2 separate regions of the Anser cygnoides genome follow, and region 2 is linked to region 1. The links are chromatin contacts, called in public Hi-C maps. All regions are on one chromosome and are shown on one strand. The core of a region is the stretch at or near the end of the contact, and the rest is flanking DNA. Distances in the headings are between cores, read along the strand shown.

Region 1 (7,519 bases), core at 2,545-5,044:
CTATATTAAACTACAATTGGTTTATGTCTTTTAGAAGAGCAACTCATATCCAATAGAGCTAAGCACTAAGCACCAATACAGTAACGAGTTGAGAATATCCACAACCCTGCAGATCAGAACCTAAGCTTTGTAAGCAACTGTCTCCTTCTCATCACCTCTTTAATTGCAGAGTACAGTAGGTGTGTCAAGTTAACCAAAAGCCCAGAGGCATTTCATTGTTCAGACAGAAGTGAAGCACTGCTTCAAGAAAACAAGAAAAAAATAGGCCATATCTTTGAAATCGCTAACACAGAAATTGCTTTATACCTTCACTTTAGCAATAAAGAAAGTTCTCAACATTGCATACACTAGAACAGCAATCATAATGCAACTTGATGAAGTGAGTTACAGTTTTCTTGCTCTTTTTATTTAATGTTTAACTATTAAAAAGTCATGACACAAACCTGGGTCCACGTGTCTGGAGTTTCTTCTAATTCCATTCGTTCGTTTCTGAATAGCAAAAACACAAATTAAGGATATGAATAAACTTGTTTTCACGAAGGCATATTAAGCTCCTTTCGTTCCCACAATCTACTAGGCAAAGATGGTTATCTTATTTCCCCTCACCACCATCACCACAATTATCTCTATCTGATAGAAATATCCTACTTTGAAAATTATTCTTAGTAATGCAGAAAGTTTATTCATACATCCTATTTTTTCCTGACATGATGCTCAAAAGATTCTTAGTCCACAGAGGGTTTATTCATATATCAATTCCTTTGGATACTAAGCACTTTTTAAAAAATCATTTACGAACATGATAATAGAAAAATACACAATTTGGTAACATCTGATCCAGATAACGTCCATAAACACAGTAGTAGTGAGGCTGCTTCTCTTCTTCTATTGCTTTAATAAGGTAGAAACTTTCTCTGTTCCTACTCTGCACTTAAGGTATGTGGAATTTCCTAGAAAATTCTTAATTTTCTGGGCAAGTACTTAAATGTGTTTAGTAACTCCCCTCCCTCTTTCTTTTAAATTTGGATAAGTAGAGCCGCACATAATCAGAAACACTAACAAGAATGAGACTTTTTTTTTAATGATGAGGTTGATTTTTTGATGTTGTTATTGCTGTTGTTTTGTTTTTCTATATACTTTATTCTCCAGGACATATAATATGGGTCCCTGAAAACATCACTGTGAAACAAGGCACATCTATGAACTACTATCTACTTTTGCAAACTTGTTTTAACTGCTAGCTTGCATTAAGGTTCATGCATTTTTATTTATTTTTTTAATCAAACCAAGCAGGGGAAAGCACGTTGCATAACAAAGGGAACAATTAGATTGCTCCGATTTACTTGCAGTTGATATAAGCTGATGCAGGACGAACAACCAAGGTGAGCCAGAAAGCAGTAACCTGAGGCACAACCAAATTGCTAAGCCCTATAGCAAGCTGGTAAAAAGGAAAAGCTTGATTTAAAAACAGCTTTCAGACTCTTGAGTCTTTGGACTTATTTGGTCTATACCCCACATTCTAATTGAAGAAAGGATGCAGTGGTTTTTTTTTTCAGCTGCAGTAGAAAGAAGAAAATTGTGAGTTGCTGCTACAAGAAGTGAAGGTAAAGTTAAATAAATAAATAAATGGCTCAGTTATATCTGACTCCATTTTTTAGCAATTGAGGCAGTATTACTTTTCAGGATTAATGCAGATTTGCACATGAGAGGTAAAGAGAAAAAGCAAATGTCAAGGAAGATGCAGACATTTAACTGAACTGAAAAAAAATACAGTAATTATGTGACAACACAAGTCAAATACACCGAAGCACCAGATAGAAAATGATGCTCTATACCCTTAAATATATTGCAGTACCAGTAGACTTAATTACTGGTATGAAAAAAATCCATCTTTCCCAGAATCATGAATTCTAACTTATACTTAAATTACCTCTTGTTGAAAAATTAATTTAAACAGGCAATTATTTAAGAATGAAACTAATTCAAACATTTTGGCTCAAATCAATAGCCAATACCAAATCAATAGCTCTCAAAAGGAAGCTGTCTCTTTACACAAAAGAAAAGATTTCAGAATCACGCTGGGGGTGAGAAGCTTAGGGTCTTGAGGGCTTAGCTACAATTAGTATACATATTTTCTTCATCTGGCCACCTGTGTTCACCTTATTTAGCTTTACATACTTGGCAACATGGCCCACAAGGTGCAGCAAGCAATCTGTTCATGGCTTCCCAGTGCTGCCTGTCAGCTGCAGTACCAGGAGACTTAAGCTAACAGACCATGCCATAATTTTCATATTTAAAAGTGTCCTTACCTAGCAGACATTTCTAGGCAGAGACAGTAAAGACAAGGCAGCAGGTGGCTGGAAGTACAGCCGGCGAGACACTGGCTGAGGGAACCGTGAGGAAGGCAGGCAGGCGGCAGACATTTCGGGGCATGCAGGCAGGCTGCAGGGCCGCAAGCACAGGCTCTTGTGGTAACACAGCCCCAGCACCCCTCTCCTCACTCTGGGCTCCCCCGGCCACCCTGTCTGTCCTCACCCTGACAGACCCCAGGAACCCCAGCAAGCCCAGCTGTAAAGGCTGGTGCTCACTGCAGCCCCCCGGCCTACTGCAGCCCAGGCCCCCGGCCACTGAATGTGCCAGGTGCTGGGGCTCCCCTCCCCAGCAACACTGCAGCAGCTCAAACGTAGGCGGGCATGAGGGGAGTCAGCCTTGTGTGTGACCAACCATGAACCCTTCTGCGCCAGTCACGTCAGCCATAACATCCTTTCAATTCCGTTACTGATCTTAGAGATAGCACCAAAACACCAGTGTTAATGGAGAAAAAGAACACACATCCTCATACATCGTTCATAACCAGTGTGGCACTTAAGCAGTTAAATTACCATAAACTTCTGGTGTAAAATATATGCTAGGAACTATTATACCCTAAGACTTAGTGCTGCCTTTCTTTTGTCAGAATTGGCTGACAAAAAAATAACTGCTACGCCCTTCTGTGCTTCAGTGGAGAGGCACAAGTAACTGGCAAGAACATAACCCAGTAAAACTAGCAGTGTTCTTGAGTTTAAGTTGAGGTACACTACATATACCACTGTGACCATTTTAACGTTCTCTCAAGATGACAAATTCCACAGCCACTGAATAACTCTGACAAACGCATGTTTAAATAAAGAGGCAAAAATTGCCCGGCCAGTTCTTCACTGCCCAGAGGTCTGTGGAGAAGCAGACTTGGACACTAGCACTTCACTGCCGCAGAACTGGCTACTGTTTAAAAGAAGAGTAGACTTAATTCCACTGCCAAATTTGGTCTAGCAACACTGAAAAACTAGACATCAGTTGTGAAGTGTTTTTTTTTTTTTTCCTGTAATTAAAAAAAAATAAATACATCTCCACCCCTTCCAGTTCTCAGCATTAAGCCATGCCAACTGAAAATTGACACACGCTTGGAGCATAGTACATTTGTATGTAATTGTTTTCCACCATTCTAAAGAAATATGTTAGTAAAGGCAGAAGAAAGCATACATGTTCCAACAGCACATGCACAAAGTAAATGTCATCAACAAAGCAAAAGTCACATGAAAACAAATCCTTACCTCATGTTTCAGGTTCCCGTGTTCTGAAAGGTAAGTAAAAATTGGCATTATTGTCAACTGTAAATTTACGCTGCGTATATAGCTTCCTCAGCCTGCGCTGTGCCGCATGACGAGAAGCACCGCTACGCCCTGCGCTACCTGATACCTGCAGCACGCCCGGGCAGCGCCGTGCAGGCCGTGCTCGCCTCGCTCATTGGCTCTTCCAGCCAGCACTGCACAGGGCTCGCGCCCGCCAGCTGCCCGCGGGTGCAGGACAGCCTGATCCAACACACCTCACAGACTTTTGCAACCTCCCCAGTGCGCTTCCTAAGTATCAGCTTGTCGGGAATTAAAAGGTATTGCTCTTCATTGCAAATAGTGTTTGCACCTCTTCTCACCTGTCTCTTCAGAGTATGCCGAGTTGTATCAAGATAAGATGTGTATCTTCAGCTGAAACATTTTCTACATTTCTTGTACTTCGGTTTAGCATTGCATTAGTATGCAATGGAATTTAAAGCCTGTGGGTTTTTATGTGCTTTTTTGCTATGCATTTCTTATACTACTTATAAATGATATTAAAAAATATAGTCTTGTGGGTGATCAGATGGCATCAAGACAGTAATACTTGCACACACACAACACCAGACATAACTACAGAGACACTAAAAGTTGCATTTTTTATATGTATTTTTTCTTTGTGTCTAATCTGATAACTGATATTTTGGTGTACACTAGATGGTTTTGGTTCAGTGCCTTATCAAAGGACAACTGTATTTACCTGTGCATGTTCTCTAGGACTACACATGCTGCTGAGACAGAGTACTTACTACCCATGCCCAGTTTGTCACATTTGAACACTTTTACTGTAACTTCTTGTACACAGTGAGCCAACACTTGCAATAAATCAAATAAAAAGCTTTAACTGCAAGTCGATTTTGTTCCACAAAAAAACAAAAAGAATGACACGAACCAGTAAAGTGTGGGAAAAAAAACTTTTGGCTTTCTAGCATTTTATGCAAAGATAAGCAGGCATGCCAAGACCCAGCATGCTGGCTGAGGACTCGGGGCCAGGCATGCGAGGCCCAGCCTATTTACCACCAACAGAAATTCTTCTCATGTATCATTTTAGTCACTGTTTCTTCTCATACCGTATGCCAAAGATGCATCTTCCCATCATTCTCAGAAAATATTATCATCATTATACCCTTTCCAAAAGTGTTGATTTGCATTTGAACAGCAAGCACACAGAAGAAATATAAGCCAGCCCCAAAGGAGGAAATGCAGGTAGACTATGGAGGTTTTCAAAGGAGCCTGAGGGAATTAGTTGCCTAAGTGCTGCTGAAATCAATTCAATTTTGGTGTTTACTTTCACAGTTTCGTATGCCTTTCAGAAATTTTGCCAAAATCTAAATAAAATCACGCTTTTTTTTAATGTTTCATCTCAGCATTATATATGACTTCAAGGGAAAGTCATTTTGGTAAGTACTTTCAGAGGGGCAAAAGCAAAACTTCAAACCCAGACTCGAAGGGTCCATTTTGTTAAGAATGACCTTATTTAGTTCTGAAGATCTGTTATCACAAAACAGAAATGGACATGTCTTTCTATCCTCCAACAGGAATGAATCAATCTGACTTTTAACAGTTGCTGTTGAGTTGTGGGTTTTCTCCCCCTTTAGCAAATATCCCAAACAACTACATGAATGAGCTCCATTTGATGATTTCAGCATCCCAACACTCTTGACAATAAATAATTAAGAAACTCATTAACTTCCAGTATCAATATTCAAGAAATCACTACATAGGAAGGTTATAAATAAACCCAATAATTTGCATAAAATGAGTTTCATGAGAAGTGCATGGGGTTTTTGTTTTGATACATAGGTTAAAAAAGTAAACTGCTCCATTAACCAAGGCCAGGAGGGCATTTGTCATTAAAGCCTAATGAACAAATTCAAACTCAGAAAAAATAATAGCAACTCCAATGAAGAACACTTTCTTTAAGCCGTCTCCACTCCACATTAACCCTTAAAAAGCCCAAAACATAGCCAACGCTGACAGACTGAAATCTGATTTGTTATTTCACTATTAACATGCACAAAAGAACATTTAATATTTATTTCCATATAAAAGCCTATTAAAAATTAAGGCTTATGCTTGTCTTATTTCTTTTCAATATTCCTGTAGTTCAGGGTATTTTGTACTGAATTATGTCAATTGCTCCATCAGGAGTTCAAAATTATTTTTTTTCCAAAATGTTCCATTAGCACAAGAGCAAAAAAAAAATAAATTTCTATCTACTTCGATACTGAGGGTGGAAAATGAATGTTTGAGGATATCCACCAGTAGATATTTTACACGTGACAACTTTAATTCAAGTTTCTGCTCATCACCAACATACCTATGAAGTTAAGGAGCAAGTGAGTTCTTAGTTACAACAGCAAGGTACTTTTATTGCCACGGTTCAGCACAATTTTTAGGTTTCGTTTATTCAGTGAAGCCATGATACTACCGGGTCAAATTTTGGTAATTGCATTTTACTACAAAAACAACAGGAACAACAGCTGGCCTCGATATGTAAGAAAACTCAGATCAGAAAACCGGTTTAGGCCGCTTTCCTCAGGGATGCAACGGAGCTGCTGGATTTGCATGATAACTCAATGGAGAGTAAACAAATTATTTACATTAAATATAAAATGTAGTAAATTACTTCCTATTTTAAAAGAAAATTCAAAATATTTTAAAACTAGGAACTAGAAAGTAAACTACCTTAAAAGAGCTGTGGGACTATCTGCTACTTTCCAGTCACTTAGCCAGACATTGAATAATCAGAAGAAAAGCAAATAGTAACATAGAAGTACCACGGTGTTGGTCTCTGCACAACATACCAAGCCCCATAAGTGACTTTTGTTCAGTCAGACGGTTAGTTAAATAATACAGCTCAACCTTTGTTGCAGTTAAACAAGTGGCATAACTCCAATGAACATTCTGGGACTTGAACATTTACTCATCAATGCTGTTGACATAGTAGGTTTGGAGAATAGCCAGCAATTTTGCAACTGTTGATCAAGCCAGCAACAAGGTAAACAGGGAAAGCTGCTGTTTTCCTTTTAGATGTCAAAAAATGCATGTTTTTTATAAATACTCTCTAACGTGCTGTAGCAAGCCATTATTACATACGCAGCATGGACTATATTATTGGGCATGCACATTAGCATATGAAAGCAACCCTGAAATTAACCCATTCGTATGGTAATATTTTCTTAAACTTTCTTCATACATTTGAAGAAATACTCCTCCACCTAAGGAAAAGCAGGGTTTTTTCAAATGGAATAGTCTGAAGGAGAAAAAAAAAAATCATGCATGCAATAACTAAAAGTTAACACAAAAATGCCCGGTTAATGTTTTTGTGATCGATTTATGCCCTGATGACAGATGCTTCTAGCATCCCTGGGAACAGAGATAGAAAGGGAATTTCATGGTTTGGCACTGTATTTAAAATATTCAAATATTTTCAGATTCTAGATCCATTACTGAAGATTCATCTAATTGAAATATTCAATAGCCTGTGTAACCAGAAAACATTTGCTTGAGAACACTTAATTTAATATAATTGGATGAAGTTGGTAAAATTCCAGTCTGGCAATGGAAGTGGACTGTTAATTCTGCTGTTTTAGACTAGGAAATGGACTGAAGTTCTGCAGTATTTTCTGTGACACGTGATATAAAGCGTGCCTTTTATAGTGTGCCTAAGAAATGATAAATGTGTGCCTTTACTGATGCTCACTTAACAGTGGTCCCACTCTTAAAGATTACCAAATATAAACCCTTCCAACTGGTGGGGGAGCATCACCATGTAAGAATTGTACTCTGCCTTGAAATAAGGCATAGGAGTGCCACCGAGAAACCAGGAAATCTCTATGTCAGCCACTGCAGATAAAACACAGCACATA
Region 2 (7,519 bases), core at 3,117-5,616, 700 kb after region 1:
TGAGTCACCGGCGAGGTGGTGTAAGGTGGTGCAAGCCCTCCCCGCGTCCGGCCGCCTCTGCCGCCGCTGCCCCGGTGCGTGCTCCTGCCCGCGGGGACGCGGGGGGCGAGGGCCGAGGCAAGGAGCCTGCCCCGGGGCCGGGAGGCAGCGGAGGGAGGCCGGAGGCTTCCCCGGGCCGGTAGCACCGGCAGCCTTCGCCACGCGGCGGCCTTTAGGCAGGAAGGCACCCCGGGATTCAGAGACTGCTAGATTTTCTCTTTTTTTAACGACCACCGCACGCCTGCCACCGTAGGGAACGCGCGTCCTAGCCCAGCGCTGCCTGGACCTGTTGCCGCTGGCGCTGCGAAGGGGAAAACCTCGCAGGGGACGAACGCCGGGTCCCCCCCGCCCGGAGCCGAGCTGCAGCCCCGGTGCGGAGCGGTGCGGGGCGGTGCGGGGCGGTGCGGGGCGGTGCGGGGCGGAGGAGCAGCTCTGCCCTCCCGAGCGGCCCCTGCGCTGCGCTGCGTCCCCACAACCCGCTGCCTGGAGAGAGAATTGATTTCTGTCCTGCGCGGGCAGGCTTAAAAATGAAATTTCTTGTTTTTTGCTCAGGCAACTGACCTTGATCTGCCGGTGGAAAAAAAAAATATGTTTAGGGCTGCTTCTTCCCCCGCTCTCACAAATATTAATTGTGGTTTGAAACTTGGAAAACTTTATTTAAAAAAAAGTAATTTAGTAGCTGATCTTTATCATGAACATATCTCAGCTCATATATATATGTATCACACAAGATTTCTCCACTCATGAGTGTATAACCATGAAACGAACCATGGAAAGATAAAATAGCATAGTTTATACTGAGAATCTTGATAAGGATTGTGCACGTAAGCATGTCTGTTCAGCATGTGTAAGAATCTATTAATATATATTAATATCTAACGATGCATACATTAGCTATGCAATATATATGATGTACTCGGGTAGTATGTGAGTAAACTCTATGCATTAATAATCATGTGGCATGGGAAGCTGGAACGTTTTTCTCCACACTGCAGCCGAGCACAACTCTTGCTGCAGATAATTCTTCCCTTTCACCTTATATAAAGGCAGCCTGAGAGCTGGCCTTTAAATTACCCACACGGACGAGTGGCTTGTGGCGTTTTGGCAGCGTTGGACATTTTCCTCTGGAGACCACAGGCATCATCCTTGATATTTTGCCTCATGCATTTGGGTATTTAGACTAACTGGAAAAAATTGGGTGTAAATACTGCCAATTCTGTAAATCGCTCGTTTGCAGTATAACAATGGGAGAAGTTTTTAAGGAGAAGAAAATTGCCTAAAAGTCAAAACTAGCATCAAAATGTCCCTGTCATGAACTGCCTGTGGCCTGGGTCTTGCAGCCCTCACACGGCCAGCCCCAAACTGATCACTTCTGGGGAAGCTTTGCCCACACCATTGCTGGCCAAAATCCTCATCCAAACTTTTAAAGGAAATCTTTTCTGTCTGCTAGTCATAAGAAACTGCATTATATATGCACTCTAATAATAATAATACAGAAAAAATAAACCTTGCCAAACTCAAGAGCACTAATTATATTATAATACTGTAAACTGCCCGAGGACATACATTAAAATTAAGATGGCAGTAAGTATTATACAAGATGAAAAGCCTCACAGTAAGAAACTGCAAGTAGATTATTTTTCCTGCTCTATAACCATTTTTTTCAAGTTAACGAAGCAGTTATTTCTGTTAAATAATCATAGCTAGTGCTTATAAAAGTTGCACAGTATCCCTAAAGCCACTAAGAGAATCGGCTGATTAGAGGAAAAATAAAACTAGTTGAGTAGCTTTGTATTGCACAGGAATCTGGTAGAGGAAAAAATCGTGGCACTTCCATAAACATTTTCAGAAGTCCCTGTGATGATCAACATCTGGCAGATAGGATGTACTGCTAAGATAGTGTGGATTCCAGATGCCTTTTTGGCTATTTGACCATAAATCTACAAGCAGGTGTCGGCAAAGCTTAGTGCCTACTCACACTCCAGCTCCAGGCTGGCTGTGTTCGCTCTCCGAGGGGCAGCTCCAGCCCCGTTTTACTCAGTGGAGGAGCCCGATTTGCGTTCACAGGGACTGGATTCATTCATTCACTCATTCATACCGCAGACAAAGTCATGCCAGGTGGGTGCACCCACCGGCCCCACGCTAGTGTTGCAGGTGCTCCAGCCTGGGCACGAGGGGCTGGGGCTGCGGAGGCCTTGCCAGGGCCCCTCCTGAGCTGCCTTGGCTTGGAGGGGAAAAAACGAGGGAGGAGTTGGGAAGGACTGGACAAAAGTGAAAGTCTGAGGTGGGATTTACCCTTAAGAACACCTGGCCCTGGTGCAGGTTGTGCTTATACCCTGGAAGGACAGCTTCTTGCTCTCCAAGAGCAAATAAGAGTAGGATCCAGCTCCTTCCTACCTGGTCCCTCCACCCTCAAGCAGAAGCCCACAGAGTGGTGCTGGTCACATTTAACCGTGAGAAGTATGTGGTGGCCAGGTTACACACGCTGAGTTGGGTGTTTTCAGGGATGCCACCATGACCTCTGGCTGTGCGGTGACACACATGAGCAGAACCCTCCCCAGACCCAGGACACACGATTTCAGTTTCACAGGATTTAGACCTGCTTTTCCTGAGCCATGCTTAATGAATCTGATCTGGTATTTCTGCAATGCAGCACACATGTGAGCATGTTTTGGAGGTATGATGACAACAGTGCTCTGATAATTTATGTCTTCTACCTATCTGTCCCTCATATCCACATGGTTTAGAGAACCCAGGCCTGCCAGTCTTTTGGAGACTCTGAAAATGACATTTAACTGGTCAAATATAATAGAGAGGAGTGTCCTATTTTCCCCTCTCCAGGTGTTGCGGATGGGATACCTGATGGCACTGCCAGCGGGACCACGTGGCTCCCTACGAGGAGAGGCACCGGGATCCCACCCCAGCACACTGCCAGCCAGAGGGCGGGTGGTTGCGGGCCTGGCGGTGCAGTCCATGGGGTGTTATTCTCCTGCCATTCACTTGCAGCCCAGCAAAGCTCGCTGTGGTGTTGGACATGGTCCTTGTGCAGGAGGTGTGGGACAGGAGGAGGGAGTGAGAAGGGAGCTCCTTGGGTCTGGCTGTCTGGGGCACAGCCAGGTCCCAGGTGGGAGCCCTTACACAGACACCCTCCCCTTCCTTGGGATAAGCAGCAGTTCCACCCAGGAGATCAAGATCAGGTTCCAGCTAGATTTGAGGCTATTTCCTGCAGCTGTTGCTGCGCCCTCCATCTCCACAGCCCCAGAGCCTCCCTTGATGGCGAGGTGCCCGTATCACACCCAGCATCAGGGCAAGTGCCTCGCCTGCATGCAATGACGCACTACTGGGGCAAGAGGAGGAGAGCGAGCCCAGGTGCCCACACCCGGGCCAAAGCTCTCTTCTTTCATCCTTGCCATAAACCACTGTGCCAGGCACAGCCTTGCAAAACCACGGGTGGTGGGACCTGCGGCGTGGCTGGGCAGGCTTGTACAGGCCGAGGAGCCCCCTGCTCCATGCAGGAGCAGTCTCCTTTGGCACGCCACCTCTGGCGCCGCTGGGGCTCAACTGCAGCCACTGCAGCCCTGGCAGCACGGGGTGCAACGCTCCTCGTGCCGGCAACCGGAGCAACCCGTGCCCACCTGCATTCCCAACGGAGAGCCGGTGCTCTTCCGTGTGCTGCTGAAAGCATTCGCTTCTTCTCTGCACTAAAGCATTAACCAACTTTCACCATCCAGCCCACCCCCACTGAATGAATATATACCTGTGGTTTTAGATATTAAAAGGCATCTGCATTTAACATCCATATTGCTTACAGAAAAAAGCATGAAAACATTCCTGAGGTTTTATTCAACAAGAACAGTCAGAACAGGAGCGATTTAAATCTGTTGATAAATTTGTGCTTTTCACAAATGTTTACACACACGATTTCATAGTTATTAGCAATTGTAATATATTAAAAATGCTACCCATTACCCAATGATATATTTGATAATCACATCTCTGGAGAAAAAAATCATTCACCCAGTCATCAGCTGCTTTCTTACGTTTTTACATTGCATCATAAAGTTCTCATTAGCCTAAAACCACGTGTAAATTAGTCAGTTTTGTTTCCTTGCCCAATCATAATGTTTTTTTTCAGTTTGGGCAGCCTCAAGTTTAATATATGTATGCAGAGTCATCAAAACAGAAAACTGTTACTTACCGACTGATGTAAGTCCATGTTTTATAGATTCCTGTATGATGGCCGTGTGAGAACTAGAAGACATTATTAAGTGTAAATATACAGTACCCTTGGGTGCAAGGTGTACAGCATTGAGTACGGAAGGGGTGCAGCCTGTAAACTTTTCTGGCCTTGAGACCCAGGCTATAATAACCTTCAGTGAAAGTCGGCGTGATGAACAACAACAAAAAAATTATCCAAGAATTCAGAAAGTAACAAGCGTGTCTTTCGGTGGACTCTGTACTTTTTCCAGCATTAGTGACCTGCTGTAAACCATGTATCCCATTTCATGATAGTCTCTAATCAGAAGAATTGGAACTTGTGATAGGTTTGGCCCCGTCACGTGATTTTGTACAGCTTGATAAGAGGACCCTGTTATAAAGTGACAGCAAAAGAGATAAGAACTCTTGGCAGATAATGGCAGAGAAATGATTAACCTGGAATGGAGAGGTGCTATGAAGCCCAGAGAGTGGAAGGTTGTAAAGTTGTAGGGTCATAAGATCATACTGAGTGGATGAAAAGCCATACCAATGTAAGTGTAATGACTATAAACTCAGACTTGTGACCTGTCTTCCTGATGTCATCACCTCTTTGCACAGTGGACAGCAAGCACGGTTGTTTTGGCTTCTGTAAACACTCTTTGGATGGCAAAGCAAGCAAGCATTAATTCCTTAAAGGAGGCTTGAGAATGTGCCTGGGATTCAGCGCCCTGAGTGACAGCAGGCGCGAACCTCTGCTGGAGGCTTTGTCAGACAGAATCACTTTATTGCCCCCGTCCTCGGGCTGGAGACAAGCCCCAGGTTGTGGCTGTTCAGTTAAAGGTGTACGCTGTTCTCTCAGCAAAGCAGGAGCTTAACAGCATGGCTAAACACCGATACCCCAGGATTAAGGTACACAGACAGCACTGTGCTCACCCCTAAGGCTGCTGAGGGACGAAGCGCACTCCCAGCACGTCAGAGGGCTGCCAAGGGTTGTTCTGCAAGCGCCGGGCAGAGCGGCGGGCAGCTGCGCTGGGTTCTCAGCTTGGCCGTGGGCGCGCCGGGCCACGGGGCGCTTTCACGGCCACGGAGGAAGAGGTGCCATGGGGGTAGCACAGCCCTCCGGGGCTCCCTGCGGCCGCGGGGCCCCTCCTGGGCGCATTGCGGTGCCCGCAGCGGTCGCTGCAGCCTGGAGTCTGAAGCCTGTAGGCGCTTCCTGAGAGCAGGCTCGCGCCTGAGTGCTCAGACGATATTTGATATTTCAAGTCTCTTGAAAAAGAGAGAAGTTATCCCACTGTGGGCTGGATCTGAAGCCTCTTGAAGTCTGCAGGAGTTTTTCTCTTGAAATTTGTGGAGGGCTGTAAAGCAGCATATGCTCTTTTATATACTTTCTCGTGATGGTTACACTTTGATGATAAAGTGGCAGGTGGGTTACTGAGGGCTCACACTGAGCACCCTCTCAGGCTTCTCCCAGTCAGGCCTGAGCAGGCCTCATAATGGGGTTGAAGTGGCAAACCCCAGAGCAACTTGTGAGGCTTGGGCATTATGGCCTGGAGCCCTGAAGTACCAGCGGTCTGTCTGTGCAGTGCTGGCCCTCTCTACAGCCCCCCAGCGAGGGTGGCAGGCTATGAAGGGAAGGCCTCATTTTCCAAATTCTTATTGAACAACTGCACGTGAGTTTTGCATACTTTATTTACCATGCCGGAGTGTACAATTCAGACACTTACTTGTTCACTCAAATGAGTGCCAGTCATAAATATTCACTGTTTATGGTACATGCTGCAAGTGAAATCATACAGACCTATGCACCAAAAACTTCCAGAAGTCAGGTTTCTCTTCCTCCTTTTTATAGTTGTAAAGTGAGCAAACTGTACCCAACTGCCTCTCAACAATGCTGTGAATTATTGACTTGTAATGTTTGTGAAATGCTTTAAAAGTAGAAGCATGCAATGCTCGTGTATCTTCCTATTTCTTACAGGAAAAAAATAATTTGCAAATCAGGTGAAACAGATACTATGAGTGTTTTTTCAGGGTCACTGATAATTTTATCTAATTAGATTGACTGAAAGCTGGAAGCCAGCTTTTACAACAGTTTTGATATAAACCTAAGGAATTTGTCTCTCTGTCTATTCTATTTCATTTGATCATCAAATAGGTCTTAAATTCTATTCATAAAAAATATGAACAATGATTTATTCCATCAGAAACAAACAAAACCACGTGTCTTTCAGAATGGGAGAGAAAATAGAAAGGCAGTGCTGCAAGTGATACTGAGGCTAGAAACTTTCTACTGTGTCATTGGAGACATTGCTGGAGCACTGCTGGCCCATATACAAGGGCTTCTATAAAGGAATCTGCCGTATGTGGGGGAGAGAGATACTAAATCATAGGAAATATAAAGAAACTTCATGCTTTTGGCTTCAAATTCTGTCATTCCTTTCCTTTCTTGCATCAGTATCAAATGTCAGGGTCACTTAAAAATGTTCCTTTTTTCCTTTCTGATACTTTGTCACCATGGATAGAAGAATGTGTATGCCAGGTGCACAACCAGACAGACTTTCTTTGCCTCTCTTTGTACCTGGTCCAGTGGTGGAAAATAAACTCGTAGGAAAACTCCAGGACAGTCTATATCAGCCCATGATCCAGCACCTCTGTATATTTAGCAGTGATATGTTTGGGCTTCAGCTGAAAAAGGATGTGTGTAATGAGGCATATTTGTCTCACTGAAATAAAATACTTGTGTTTATGGCGGAATACTTTGCTTGATCAGTAATTGAGAACTGTAGCCTTTTCACGTGGAAGTCTCTGGTAAAGAAGCCACTGGTCTTGCTGGGATCAGCTTTTCCTAACTGGGGCTGCAACATCATGAACTCATTTTATATCTCTGTGTTTTTCAGGTATTTTATTTTAATTATTTACTTCTAATTATTTACTTTTGATTATTCTATTCTATTTTTATTTTCATCTGGAAAGGGTGAAACAAGGCTTTTGGAAGGTAGTGTTATTATTTCACATGTGCTTTTCTCTCTGTTTTTTCATGAAGATAGGTAATTGAAAACCATTTACTGTCTTTTTTTTTTTTTTGCCAGTTCTTGTATGATGAAATTGTCCCTTGTTTGTCCCTCAGACAAATGTCCCTCAAAGAAAATGTACCTGATTTCAAAAGCTTGGCAACAATCCCTCCTTTGACTCTTGCACATCAAATTGTTTTGCAACCATTTACAACAAAAATGAAATTAGAAGGAATTTCTCCTCTCATGGACGTTTTCATAAATGGCATTTAATC

Evidence for each region. A called contact is a pair of places that touch in the nucleus more often than the background predicts.
Region 2: a contact with region 1 is called in a Hi-C map of liver, with 2.5 times the contacts expected there. The contact joins the promoter of NR5A2 here to the enhancer-like site in region 1. A contact is called at or near these places in 2 of 7 Hi-C or Micro-C datasets (both in liver).

What each region holds. Positions count from the first base shown.
Region 1 is chr8:6,415,002-6,422,520 of Taihu_goose_T2T_genome, forward strand. VAV3 (vav guanine nucleotide exchange factor 3) reads right to left here. Exons shown (of 52, transcript XM_048066888.2): 18 at 3,591-3,613; 19 at 444-489. Among named protein-coding and RNA genes, the nearest start is that of VAV3, 110 kb to the right of the region's middle. Within about 2 kb of position 3,795, at least 3 of the 3 cell types and tissues checked have open chromatin away from gene starts, as enhancers often do. A contact at or near this core is called in liver, where this site is marked.
Region 2 is chr8:7,118,430-7,125,948 of Taihu_goose_T2T_genome, forward strand. NR5A2 (nuclear receptor subfamily 5 group A member 2) reads right to left here and starts at 4,367. Exons shown (of 8, transcript XM_048067007.2): 1 at 4,238-4,367. The coding sequence starts at 4,301. All of the region lies in intron 2 of LOC106041951 (a long non-coding RNA gene), which reads left to right.